2 separate regions of the Mus musculus genome follow, and region 2 is linked to region 1. The links are chromatin contacts, called in public promoter capture Hi-C maps. All regions are on one chromosome and are shown on one strand. The core of a region is the stretch at or near the end of the contact, and the rest is flanking DNA. Distances in the headings are between cores, read along the strand shown. Region 1 holds the start of Snhg1 (small nucleolar RNA host gene 1). Region 2 holds the start of Patl1 (protein associated with topoisomerase II homolog 1 (yeast)).

Region 1 (6,136 bases), core at 1,441-3,940:
TCCACAACCCTGAGGGCCTGAGTTCAACCCCTGGGACCCAAACTGTAAGGACAGAACTGACTCCTCTAAGTTGACCTGTGACTTCCAGATATGCTAAAGCATGCACACTCCCCCATCCACAACATACAGCCACACACACACACACACACACACACACACGAATAAATAAGAAAAAAAGCAATGAGTTAAGGTGTAATTTTTAAAAGTTGAAACACAGCTCAATATAAACACAAGATGAAACACATGATTTTATTCAACTTATTAATTAAAGAACAAATAACTCAAAAGAGAATTCTAGGAAATGAAAATAGTATTTCAGTCAAGAATGCTTATATGAGCCAAGTGTGGTGGCATGCCTTTAATCCCAGCACTAGGGAGGCAGACAGAGTTGCCTTATTTATTGGTTCCCTTCTCCCAGATCCTGTTGGATATATAGACAGACATACATACATACATACATACATACATACATTCTCACACACACACACACACACACACACACACACACACACACACACACGTGTGTATGTGCATATCACTCTTCTCATCTGGAAAATGGAATGATTCTGTTTTGGTTTGCTTTTGTTTTCTTTTCCTTTTAATTTTTATTTATGTGTATGTTTGTGTATTCACAAATATATGCCACATGTGTACAGGTGCCCAAAAAGGCCAGAAGAGTTAGATTGCCTGGAGCTGGGGTTCAGGTGGCTATAAGCCACATAACATGGGTACTAAGAACTAAACTTAGGTCCTCTACAAGAACACCATTTGATCTGAACTGCTGAATCATCACTTCAACCCCAGTTGTAAACACTACAGAATCCACGCTAAAAAAAAAGCTGGGCTGTGATGTTGCACACCTTTAATCCCAGCACTCAAGAGGTAGAGGCAGGTGGATCTCTGTGAGTTTGAGGCCAGACTAGTCTATAAAGTAAGTTCTAGGACAGCTAGGACTACACAGGAAAATCCTGTCTCAAAAAACAAAGACAAAGCTGGGCGTGGTGGCGTATGCCTTTAATCCCAGAACTCGGGAGACAGAGGCAGGCGGATTTCTGAGTTCGAGGCCAGCCTGATCTACAAAGTGAGTTCCAGGACAGCCAGGGCTATACAGAGAAACCCTGTCTCGAAAAGCCAAAAAAAAAAAGACAAAAATTAAAATACTTTTTTTTTCTTTTTTGAGACAGGGTTTCAACTATGTAGCCCTGGCTGACAAGAACTCATTATGTGGTACATGCTGAGCCGCTGAGCTCCTCAAACTCCTCCTGAGCCTGCATCCCTAGGGCGGGACTAAAGGCATGAATCAACATGCCCAGCATTATTTTTTCTTAATTAAACTTTAGATGTGTATGTACCACGTGTGTGTCAGGTGCCCATGGAGGCCAGAAGTGGGTACTGGATCCCTTGGAACTGGAACTGCAGATGGCTACTAGCTGGGAATTGAACCAGGGTCTTCTGCAAGTGCTGATTTTGAAATCAGGCTGCCTGGATTTATACCTTGGATCTGATACTGTTTATCTGGGTAACAGTCAGCAAATGACTTAACCTCTCTGGGACCCGAGCTTCTCACCCATAACTGTACCTTACCACCTTCCAACTTGGATTATTAAGTGAGGTCATGCAGAAGAGCAATTAGTATGAGAGTAATGATAATTGTTCGAAAGGCAAGCTTCTGCATATAGATGTTTGCTATATGCATATGACTATAATGCTACTGCACACTCTCAATAACCAGTCTATAGCTGCGACTTAGAAAACTGGTAAATTCTAATGATTGTTCCCCCCAGAGCTCTTTATATCTAAGACCACCCATGCATAAAATGAGGGTTATCCCTAACTTTTAGGAGTGTGGAATATTAACTCATATTGGGTGCTTTAAACGGTAAGCCCAGTTGTGTGGAGAATTGTCAGCCTCAGTAGTATAGCACTTATCTACACATGCACATAGCAGCAGCTTTAATCTATAGCACTGCTAAAAACAAAACATGCAACATGCTCCATAAATGACATCTAAATGCTGGCCCTACTTCATTCAATCCGGGCCAAGAACATGGCGAAAATAGACCAGGAAGCAAAACACAAAAATCGGTCTCCAGAATGACGTAGGGCTTCTAGTCCCGACTGGGTTTCCCTAAAAGGCTTCATGCAAGGAAGCGAAAATCCAACCGAGCTCAGCCCAGGGCCCAGTACCTGAGTCGCCCGCTGCGCTGACAACCTGGACATCAAGCCCCGTCTGCGCGCTGGGCGGCTGGCGGGGAACCGAGACACCGTCGGTGGAGTGTTCAGTAGGTTCAGGATCCATAGAGATGGATCAACACGCGGCTTAGCGTGAGTGAGGGTGAGAAATCGCCTCAACGTATGGATATTGGTAGTTGTGACCCAGACAGTCGAGCTGTATGGGTCGCGAACCAAAATCTCCAGCGATGACGTTTTACCCGCAGTGAGTAAGAACCGCCTAGCCGCAGCGCCAAAGGCGTAGCGTCGCACTCCCCTAAAGCGCCTGCGCCTCTTTTTCGCGCTGCAAAATCAGAGGCGGAGCTCTCCGCACGCCCCTTTGGGCGGATTCCTCTACCCACAATTCCTCCGGCTCGCACACCGCTTACCTTAGCGCCTGCGTGAGTCCTAGTCCCACCTCCAAATCCCGTGGGCCTTTGCGAGATGCTATTTATAGGCCACACGTTGTTCTTGTCGGCCTCATTTTTCCTTGTTCGGGGTAAGTACTCTACGTCTTTATGTGCTGTAGTTTTCACTTTGTTTTTTTCTTGTCTTTCTCTTTTTTTTTTTTTTTTTGGTTTTTCGAGACAGGGTTTCTCTGTATAGTCCTGGCTGTCCTGCTGAAACTCACTTTATAGACCAGGGTGGCCTCGAACTAAAATCCGCCTGCCTCTGCCACCCGAGTGCTGCGATTAAAGTCGTGCGCCACCACGCCTGGCTCTTGTCTTTCTCTTAATCAGCTTTCCTATAACTGCGGCTGGCTTTTATCACAAACACCTATCTGTCACTGTTGTGAACCGCCGCCTGTATTTTCTTACGTAATGTTTATTTCTGGTGATTTAAAAGACCCTCGTGGGCAGCGTTAATAAATGTGGACTTTGGTAATCTGTTCCGTAGTCTTAGCGGGGAGACCATGTTAGGGCATTCAAGACCTAAAGATGACAGGATTTTGTGAAGGACAAAATGGTGGCGGCAGTGCAAGGCCACCCCCTATGATGAGGACCTTTTCACAGACCTGTACTGATATATCTGTGAGGATAAGTAACTCTGAGGAGGCTGGCCCTACATCACAGCCTTCTCATCCTTTAGAGATTTCTTGGTGTAGAAGTAACCCGATGCTAACTTCTCTACAGGTTTGAGGTGCCACCTTACAAAAGGATGGGTGTACGCTCTCTTTTCAGAGTAAGTAGTGTTAATGGTTTTACCAGATTTTTTTGGTTGTTGAGTATAAGTTGTGTGTGTGCTACGGGGATGATATGAAAACTGAACTCTCTCTTTCTGATGGTTTAGTGGAGAAAACAAAAATTCTCTGAGTAGCACAATCTGTGGCAGGTATTTGGATTGTTTGGCATAAAGTCTTTTATTGAAGTTTGGGGTTTTTTTTTTCTGTTCTAGATGTGGTTCATCTCAAAGCCCTTTACACTTTGGAGCCAGGCCTGTTCAATTTTACAAATAACACGTTTTGCTTGTAGTCAGGTAGGTATTGATGGTTGGTGCTTCCTTAGGGAACATATTTAGATGGCCACTTAATGATGAACAATGTAAATGACAAGCATATGGCTGAGTTGCAATGATGTCATCTTACTACTGAAATGGGCTGAAGAAAGAAGGTGCTGAGGTGGCTGTGATTACATTTAAAAATGACATTGTTTCTCTGTTTCCAGGGTGCTGTGACAACATGAAGAGTTCGAGCTACCTCCCAGGATGAGTGCAGGTAATTGTCCAAGTAGAGCTTAGGGTTTCCCTAGGGAAAATAGTCAAGACAGACATTGAAGCAGCACAACACTTTTTTGCTGCTTACTATTTGTATTTCTAGAGGACACATTATGTTAAGGCCTTTGTTCTCTTAAAAACTCAACTGTCAGATGATTTGAAATGATGACACTGAACACTCCGTGAAGGTGTGAATTTATAGCATGTTAGAGTTCTGATGGCAGTTAGTGCTGACAGACAGATTGTAATTCTGTCCTGATGGTTGAAAATAACTACTTGTTACTCTTCCACAGGTTTTCCTGGTGACAAATCTCAGGCATTCAAAGGTTAGTTAGATTATTTTGGATGGGGTTTGTTCACTAGGTTTGCTGTTTCTATGATGAATCAAACTAGCTCACTATGACTGCTAATGAAAACACAGGAACACCTGAGAAACCAAAGGGTAGTGTGGGGGCAAGGGCCTTATATCCAGCCTTTTCAAGGTTTGTTATTTTTCTCCAGGTTCTGTTAGCAGTGCCATACTTGTGGGTTTACAGGTGAGTGATTCCAGTGTGTGGTGTGGTGTATGTGCATAGCATTGGACTGGGGTGGGGGGACCTAACTGAGAACGTACTTTGTGTATATATGATGACTTTCATAGAATCTCGTTCGGCTGATGATTGCTGTTGAGACTTGGAAATCTGATTTTTCTCAGAATGATGGGTTAGATAGGAACAAGCTGTTGCAGGATTTTTAACATTGCTGATGACTGTCTTGTTTTTCAGAGATGGTGTGTCTGGCTGAGAACAAAGGAGCCGTACCAGGTATATGTCTTAGTAATGCTTTTTGTAGTATAAGGTTGAATATATAATACTTAGACCTAGTGAATTCCTGCTCACCCTGATGAACTGAATACCGCCCCAGTCTGATAGCTGTGGAGAAAGGTATTTTCTGAGTTGTGAGCTCATTTTGGATCAAGTAGGAAATTTTTTATGCTAATACTAGCATAGTATTAATACTAGCATAAGCTTTTGTAAAAGAAGCTTAAGCATTAATGGCCCAAATTGTTTGCTATTTTGTAGGAAAGTTGAAGCATATCTTCATTTTCAAGTCCAGGCTAAAATAAGGTGAGAAAACTTAGATGAAAAGTATGCTGAACTATAATTTCCCCATGAAGAAATGTTCACACGTCCTACTTCCTGTCCTAGCTCCAGAGCCTGAAAAGGTGAACCCACTGGGGCTGGCTGGGGGAAAAGAGGAAACTTTGTTCCAGAAGGAACTGTCTGAGGGATCATTTTTGTGCGTAGAAAGGGAAGAATTCTCACTTGATTAAAGAGGAATCAAAAGGTGATTTACTTGTTTTACAGGTCTGAGGAAAAGAATGAGCTGCGTGTGAAGGATAGGTAAGCCCTTCAAATCATTAAAATGGGCGGCGCAGGGTTGGGGGAAACTGGTTACCTAGACAGCCTATAGTCTCTTCTGATAGTGAATGTAGGATGATTTTGCTTTCTACTCCTAATTCAAATTTTTATCTTGCAGGAACAGAAATCATGAAAGATCTGTTTGTCCAGGCCAGTGTTTCACCATAAGAGATCACTTTAAAATAAATGATGAAATAATTCTTTGCAATTGCAAATTTACCTTCCTTGCTTACCACATTGTTAACTGTAGGAGCTGATACCTGGTTCTTCCACTGTTAACTTGTACTCTGTGTTTGTTCTAGCAATAAATGCTCTTTATGCTATTTATTGTGATGGCTTATTTGATTTGGGTGGATCCTAAAAAGTCTTGGTTTCACTAAGGTAAAAACCCTCTACTTGGTGATTTCTTTAGCAGGACTATTGAGTCTGGAGTAATGGCACCTGAGCTTTGTATCAGCAAGGCAGGAAATCTGGCTAAGAATTCCCTAGGTCAATTATACTGTGATATGCAGAAATTGACTTACTAAGGGTTCCTTTTATATAACAAAAGTTTCTGTGAAACTCATCCTGCAATTACCAAGAAACCCCCATTTCTTGCCAAGAGTAACTTTGAAGCTGACCATGGCCTGTTAAATGGTTTCCTGTGTGTGTGTGTGTATATGCTATTTAATATGCCTTTGCTGGCATTACTGCAGACCATCTGACAGTGTCTCCATTTTGGCTAGGAAAAGTATGAAAGGAGATGAAGCCCAGTCTATTAGTGTAGTTTAAGCCATAGGGAAGGGAGTTGAGCTGGTGTACGGTAAGACAGG
Region 2 (5,636 bases), core at 2,926-5,425, 3.2 Mb after region 1:
TCTCAGCTTTGATTTTTTATTTTTTTAAGACAGGGTCTCTCTCACGTAGGCCAGATGACTTTCTGTTGATACTTTCAATAAAGTATTCTTTGACTCTTGATGCTCCTACCTCTATCTTGGACTGAGTGCTGTAACTATCAATGTGCCACCACCATACCTGGCCCCTTCTCAGCTCTTATTGAGACAAGGTCTGTGTATCCCTGGATGGCCGGGAACTTGCTCTGTAGACCAGGTTGGCCTCTAACTCAGAGATTCACCTCTCTGCCTCCCACATGCTGGGATTAAATGCATGCGTCACCATGCTCAACAAAAATCTTATTTGAAACATTTTTTTCTATGTCTTTAATGTTTTGGTTTTTTCCAGACTGAGTTTCACTGTGTAGTTCTGGCTGTCCTGGAACTTGCTCTGTAGATCAGACTGGCTTCTAACAGTGATCTGCCTGCCTCTGCCTCCTGAGCAAAGGTTTTTTTCCATCACCATCCAGCTATGTCTTTAATTTCTGTCCCCCATTATATCTCTCCATGTACTTTCTTTCAATGTATAATTCACTTACATTTAGTAATGACAATTAAATTCCGGGTGTGAATGTCACTGGATCTCAAAGCCAGCTAAAATGCTGGGCCCTGCTGTGAGGGATTTTTGTGGTCAGATTATATGAAGTGCTGAAGACCCATCCATGGGTAGACTTCAAAAAAAGGAGATAAAGATGAAACTGCATTTTGCCAGGTGCTTTTACTCTTGTGGAAAAGTACATTCCTTTGTTGATATTAGAACCAGTTTCTTCATGCTTCCAACATAGGCTGAAGACCATCATCTCTCCAAGAATCCTCCAGGGTGACAGGGCCAGACTGGGACTGAGACACCTGCCCTTGTGGACTGAACAGCTACTAAAATCTTGGGCTTCCCAGTGAGTCAGCTATTGGTGTACTACAGGAATGAACTGTGTAAGCCAATCTATGAAGCCCTCTATTAACAAAAACTCTATTGAAGCAGTGGTTTTCAACCTTCTTAATGCTTCCACCTTTAAGACAGATCCTCATGTTGACGTGAACCCTAAGCACTAAATTTTCATTGCTATTCATAACTGTAATTTTGCTGTTGTTGTGGATCATAACATAAATCTCTGAGATGTGAAGGGATCCCCAAAGGGATCATCACCCCAGGTTGAGAACCACTGCTCCTGAGACTCCTAATACACAAAATTTCCTACTTTCTCGTAGGAAATTAGACTTTCTTGTAGAGAATTTCCTACTTTGTACTTTAGCTGTACCCTAAAACTGGTAGGTTTTGTTTTTAGGTTTTTGGGTTTTATTTTTAGATTTTGGGGGTTGGGAAGGCAGTTCATGTGGCCCAGCAATTAAAGATGACCTTAAATTCCTGGTTCTGCCCTCACCTCCCAAAGTACTGAGGTTATAGGCAAGAGCCACCACATGCTCAACTCGGATGCATCAGTATGTTTATCATGAAGTTTTAAATACGTTCTACTTTCCATTGTTTTCTTGATTACTTCACAGATTGGGTTTCTGAACATAATTTTTTTCTATTTGTTTACTATTTATTTCTAAATGACCAGAAAACAAGATTTGGCATCACCAAATTCACTCTTTAAATGTGTAGACTAAATTGGACATGGTGGCACACACCTTTAATCCCAGTCCTTGGGAGGCAAAGACAGGCAGATCTCTGTGAGTCTAAAGTCTACATGGTGAGTTTCAGGATAGAAAGGGCTATGGTATATAGAGAGAGACTGTATCAAGAAACTAAAAATAAAAAAATAAGTAAGATCTGACTAAATATTTTCATGCTTCAAGGGCAAAAATGTCTCCTTTATAACCTCGCAGACCTTTTATAGCACGTGATGGCGACTCGTGTCATCCTGAGTGGATAAAGCAACTACTAAGATGAGTAGTCCACATACTTGAGGGTGTGTCTGAAGATTTTGTCAGAGAAAATTAGATCATGAGCACTGTAATCTAATGAAGAGAGTGTCGTGATTATAATGAGTGATTCAAACTATGAGGGTTTGGAATTGTGATGCCATTCCTGGGAAGTCCTGGAAGGTCAGAGGAAGTGGCAGCTGGTGTGTGCCCCTTGGAAGCTTAATCTTTTTTTTTTTAATTAGATATTTACTTTATTTACATTTCAAATGGTGTCCCCTTTCCTGATTTCCCTCGGAAAACTCCCTAGTCCCTCCCCACCTCCCCCTGGTCACCAACCCACCCTGCTTCCTGGCCCTGGAATTCCCCTATACTGGGGCTTAGAGCCTTCACAGGACCAAGGGCCTCTCCTCTCATTGATGAGCGGCTAGGCCATCCTCTGCTACATATGCAGCTAGAGCCACGAATCCCACCATGTGTGCTCTGTGGTTGGTGATTTAGTCCCTGGGAGCTCTGGGGATACTGGTTAGTTCATACTGTTGTTCATATTGTTGTTCCTCCTATGGAGCTGCAAACCCTTTCATCTCCTTAGGCTCTTTCTCTAGCACCTTCACTGGGGACCCTGTGGGAAACTGAATCTTAAACCTCTTCTATAGCTCAGGTTTTTTCTTCTTCTACAAGAAACAAATGGCCCTTGCCACACACTCCCACTCCAAAACTTGCTAGCACCAAGCACAAATTGCACCCTCAGAAACCTGAATCCAAATTAACATTTCCCCATTTAAACTGTCTACTCAGATATTTTGGTCACAGCACAAAACTAATAGTAGCAAGCCAACAAAAGACGTTTTGTAAATGAGGGGTGGCAGGCTTAAAAAAAGAAGTTATGTCCAGAGTTTGCTAGCTCTTGGTCTACATAGCCTCTCAGTACTTGGGTAATTGTGAAAACCTGTTACCTCACAAATGAAAGTTTGTTTCATAACTCTTGAAAATTACTTATTAGCTTACCTTGCCTTCTCTTCAAGAGTCAATTCTATTTGCTCTTAAGTGATCAGATTTGGGGATTCAGATATCTTAGCTGCCAACTTTGCAACAGTTTCCGGTGGGCAGCTTAAGGCTATCTACTTCTCTCTAACCTCCAGGTTCCTTATCTAGAGAGCAGAGAATGTAACTATTCGATTACTACTTAGTGAGGTAGATATAATTTTACCCATTTTACGAAAGAAAACCTGAAGGGTCAGATGTTTAGAAAGACATGCCCAGTTTCACGCAGCAGTGAAAAAACACGTTTCCCAATCCAGAACTTCTATTTTCAAATCCAATGCTTATAGTAAACTAGTTGATTAATCCAGTCACGCTAACAGTAACGTGTTAAGGAATTAAAGTTCACCATTCATTCCCAGGTGAGACAACCGCCTGAGTGACACTCGTGAGGCAGAGGCAGGCGGATCTCTGCGAGGACAGCCTAGTCTACAGAGTGAATAACAAGACAGCCAAGGCTACACAGAGAAACCCTGGCTCAAAAATAAAATAAAAAATAAGACACCCTCTCAAACGGTCTCGCTACAGGCAATAAAGCACCAAAGCAGCAGACTTCTAGAACCAGGGTGCTGAGGCGGAAGCTGAACAAACTCCGCTGGGCTTCATCCTCAGCGGAAATGGCTGTCCACAGCGCCCAAGCTCACCGACCTTGCTGCGGTGACCCCAGCCCCAAGGCTGCGCGGCCCGTTAGGGCTCTCCCGCTTTCCAACGGGGTGAAGGGCCTGGCATCTAAAAATATCACCTTAGATAATCCTTGTTAAATGTGCCTTCGTCTTTTTCCTAAAACCAAACGCTGTCAACACTTTGGCCTCTATCAATCACAGCCTTGGCCTCCCGACTGATTCAGCCAGCGACCTGTCCCTTTCCAAGAATACTGACTTGCCATACTAGTCCCCCCTCACAGACCAAGTCAAGGCACCCCGAGGAGGACACTGGACGTTAAATGAAATCACCCAAGAATAAATCCCCGATGTTCTCTGCTGAGACGCTTCGGGGGTCGCATCCTGTGACATTCACAAGGCTTTTCTCCGCCCAATCAGTGACGGGAACCTCGTGACTCAAAAGCACTGCGCAACTGTGCAGTTAGGAAAACGGAGGAGGAGCCGCAAGCCGGGGCTCTCTGGGTCATCCCTCTCCGACGGCCCGCGCGTGCGCAGTGTCTCGCCTAGGGATCTCTTTCCCGCCGCTCACACTAGGAAGCCAAACGCCAAATCTGTCCCCGCGCAGCTGCCGCCGCCGGGGCGCCCGCCCAGCCCGAGGCGCGCCTGCGCACGTCCCCACGCACGCTCCGGCGTACGGCGGCGGCCAGGGGTCGCGAGCCGGTGGGAGACCCGCGCGCGCGGAGCAGCCCGGGGAGTCGGCGCTTCTTTTCCCTCCCTCCCCCCACTCCCCTCCCCGCTCCCTTCCCCCCTCCCCAAGAATGTTCCGCTACGAGGTGAGTGGCTGCGACCGGAAGTGACCCCTCCCTCGCCCGCGCGCCCCTTTTTTTTTCCTCTGCTCGCCCGTCGCGCGGGTCTTGTGCGGCTGAGGAGGGGGCAGGGCGCGGGCGGCTGGGAACCCCGCTTCGGCCGCGAGGCTCGGGTGCGGCCCGCAGCGCACCGCGGAGGGGCGGGACTGGCGAGAGCCGGCCGCTGGTTTGCGGCGGGGAGAGCCCGTTAAGTGCGGTAACCTGACCCTTGGCTTGCGCCTCTGCTCGCGGAGCTGCCTTGGAGACCTGCATGGCTCCTACCCGGTGGTTTTTCCTGAGGCAGAATCCCCGGGGAATGCCCACGGAAGCGTTTCCCGCCCTGCCCCCGGAACCCCTTCACCCGGATTACACACAGCCCTGTGCACGCGGGCTGCCGTCAGGTGGAGGGGCAGGGACTGGTCCTCGGGCTGAGACTTCAGTCGGCTTGGAAAGAAGGCTGGGAGTGGGGAGGGGGGCGTGTCCCGCAGAAGTTCCTTCTAGGAGAAGGGAGAAAAAGTGTGGGTTTGGCGACGTTGTTTGGAGAACGGAGCTGTTTGCTGACCGTCTCTTACTGCTGTGTGACCTTGAGCAACTCCTACTCTTGGGGCCAAACAGACTCCGGATTTGTAGTTTAAGGACTGAGCTAGGGAAATCCTTACCGAGTCATCCTGATTTGGTCCAGTAGATGATTGCCATTTCATAGAGAGTTGCTAGAAGTTGCTTCTGGTGTGGAGGCAGTTGCAGGGCTGGCTCTTTAGGGGGAGGAAGATTGGGTAGAAACGGCCCCTAAAAGTTCCCAGGTAAGTTATATCACAAGCTGTTCCCCTAGAGTGTGGAATTCCAATTTGGAATCTTTAAACATTGGAAACAGTAGAAAGCTTGAGCTTACACTTGTGACTCAACTCACTTTTTGTAAACATGAGGAGAGATGATGAGATACTGTGAATAGAAGTTGCCAGAAGCAAAGAAAACTTAGTAAACTGAATAAATCTGTATTGGGATAAGTGATTGAAATTAGGATATACCAAGCTTGTCTAGTGATTTTTACTCCCTGGAGACTGCGGCAAGAGAATCAGGAGTTCTAAGCCAGACTGTACCTAGAGAAATAGTAACTAAAACAAAATAAATTAGAGCATACCCAAGATGTGATGGGGATTCTAGTTTTTGTTCAGCTTTCTAAAATCTTTGCTGTGTTTAATCCTCACACAGATTTCTTTCAAAGTTGTGTTTGGCTCAGAATTACAGTTTAAGGCACAGAGGTATAATACCT

What was found. Promoter capture Hi-C pulls out the DNA fragments that hold promoters and counts their contacts.
Region 2: a contact with region 1 is called in a promoter capture Hi-C map of cranial neural crest. A contact is called at or near these places in 2 of 39 promoter capture datasets (cranial neural crest and hippocampal neurons).

The regions. Positions count from the first base shown.
Region 1 is chr19:8,720,797-8,726,932 of GRCm38.p6, forward strand. Snhg1 (small nucleolar RNA host gene 1) reads left to right here and starts at 2,691. Exons shown (of 10, transcript NR_002896.3): 1 at 2,691-2,710; 2 at 3,345-3,393; 3 at 3,607-3,687; 4 at 3,876-3,925; 5 at 4,218-4,250; 6 at 4,426-4,460; 7 at 4,689-4,727; 8 at 4,986-5,030; 9 at 5,271-5,306; 10 at 5,443-5,530. LOC115489078 (a small nucleolar RNA gene) reads left to right here and starts at 3,197; the gene lies at 3,197-3,268. It overlaps LOC115489084 (a small nucleolar RNA gene), which reads left to right and starts at 3,455; the gene lies at 3,455-3,529. It overlaps LOC115489083 (a small nucleolar RNA gene), which reads left to right and starts at 3,736; the gene lies at 3,736-3,805. It also overlaps Snord22, LOC115489082, LOC115489081, LOC115489086, LOC115489087 and a transcript of Slc3a2 not described here.
Region 2 is chr19:11,908,224-11,913,859 of GRCm38.p6, forward strand. It overlaps Patl1 (protein associated with topoisomerase II homolog 1 (yeast)), which reads left to right and starts at 4,176. Exons shown (of 19, transcript NM_172635.3): 1 at 4,176-4,354. The coding sequence starts at 4,340. It overlaps Gm31092 (a long non-coding RNA gene), which reads right to left and starts at 4,184. Exons shown (of 2, transcript XR_386559.3): 1 at 3,873-4,184.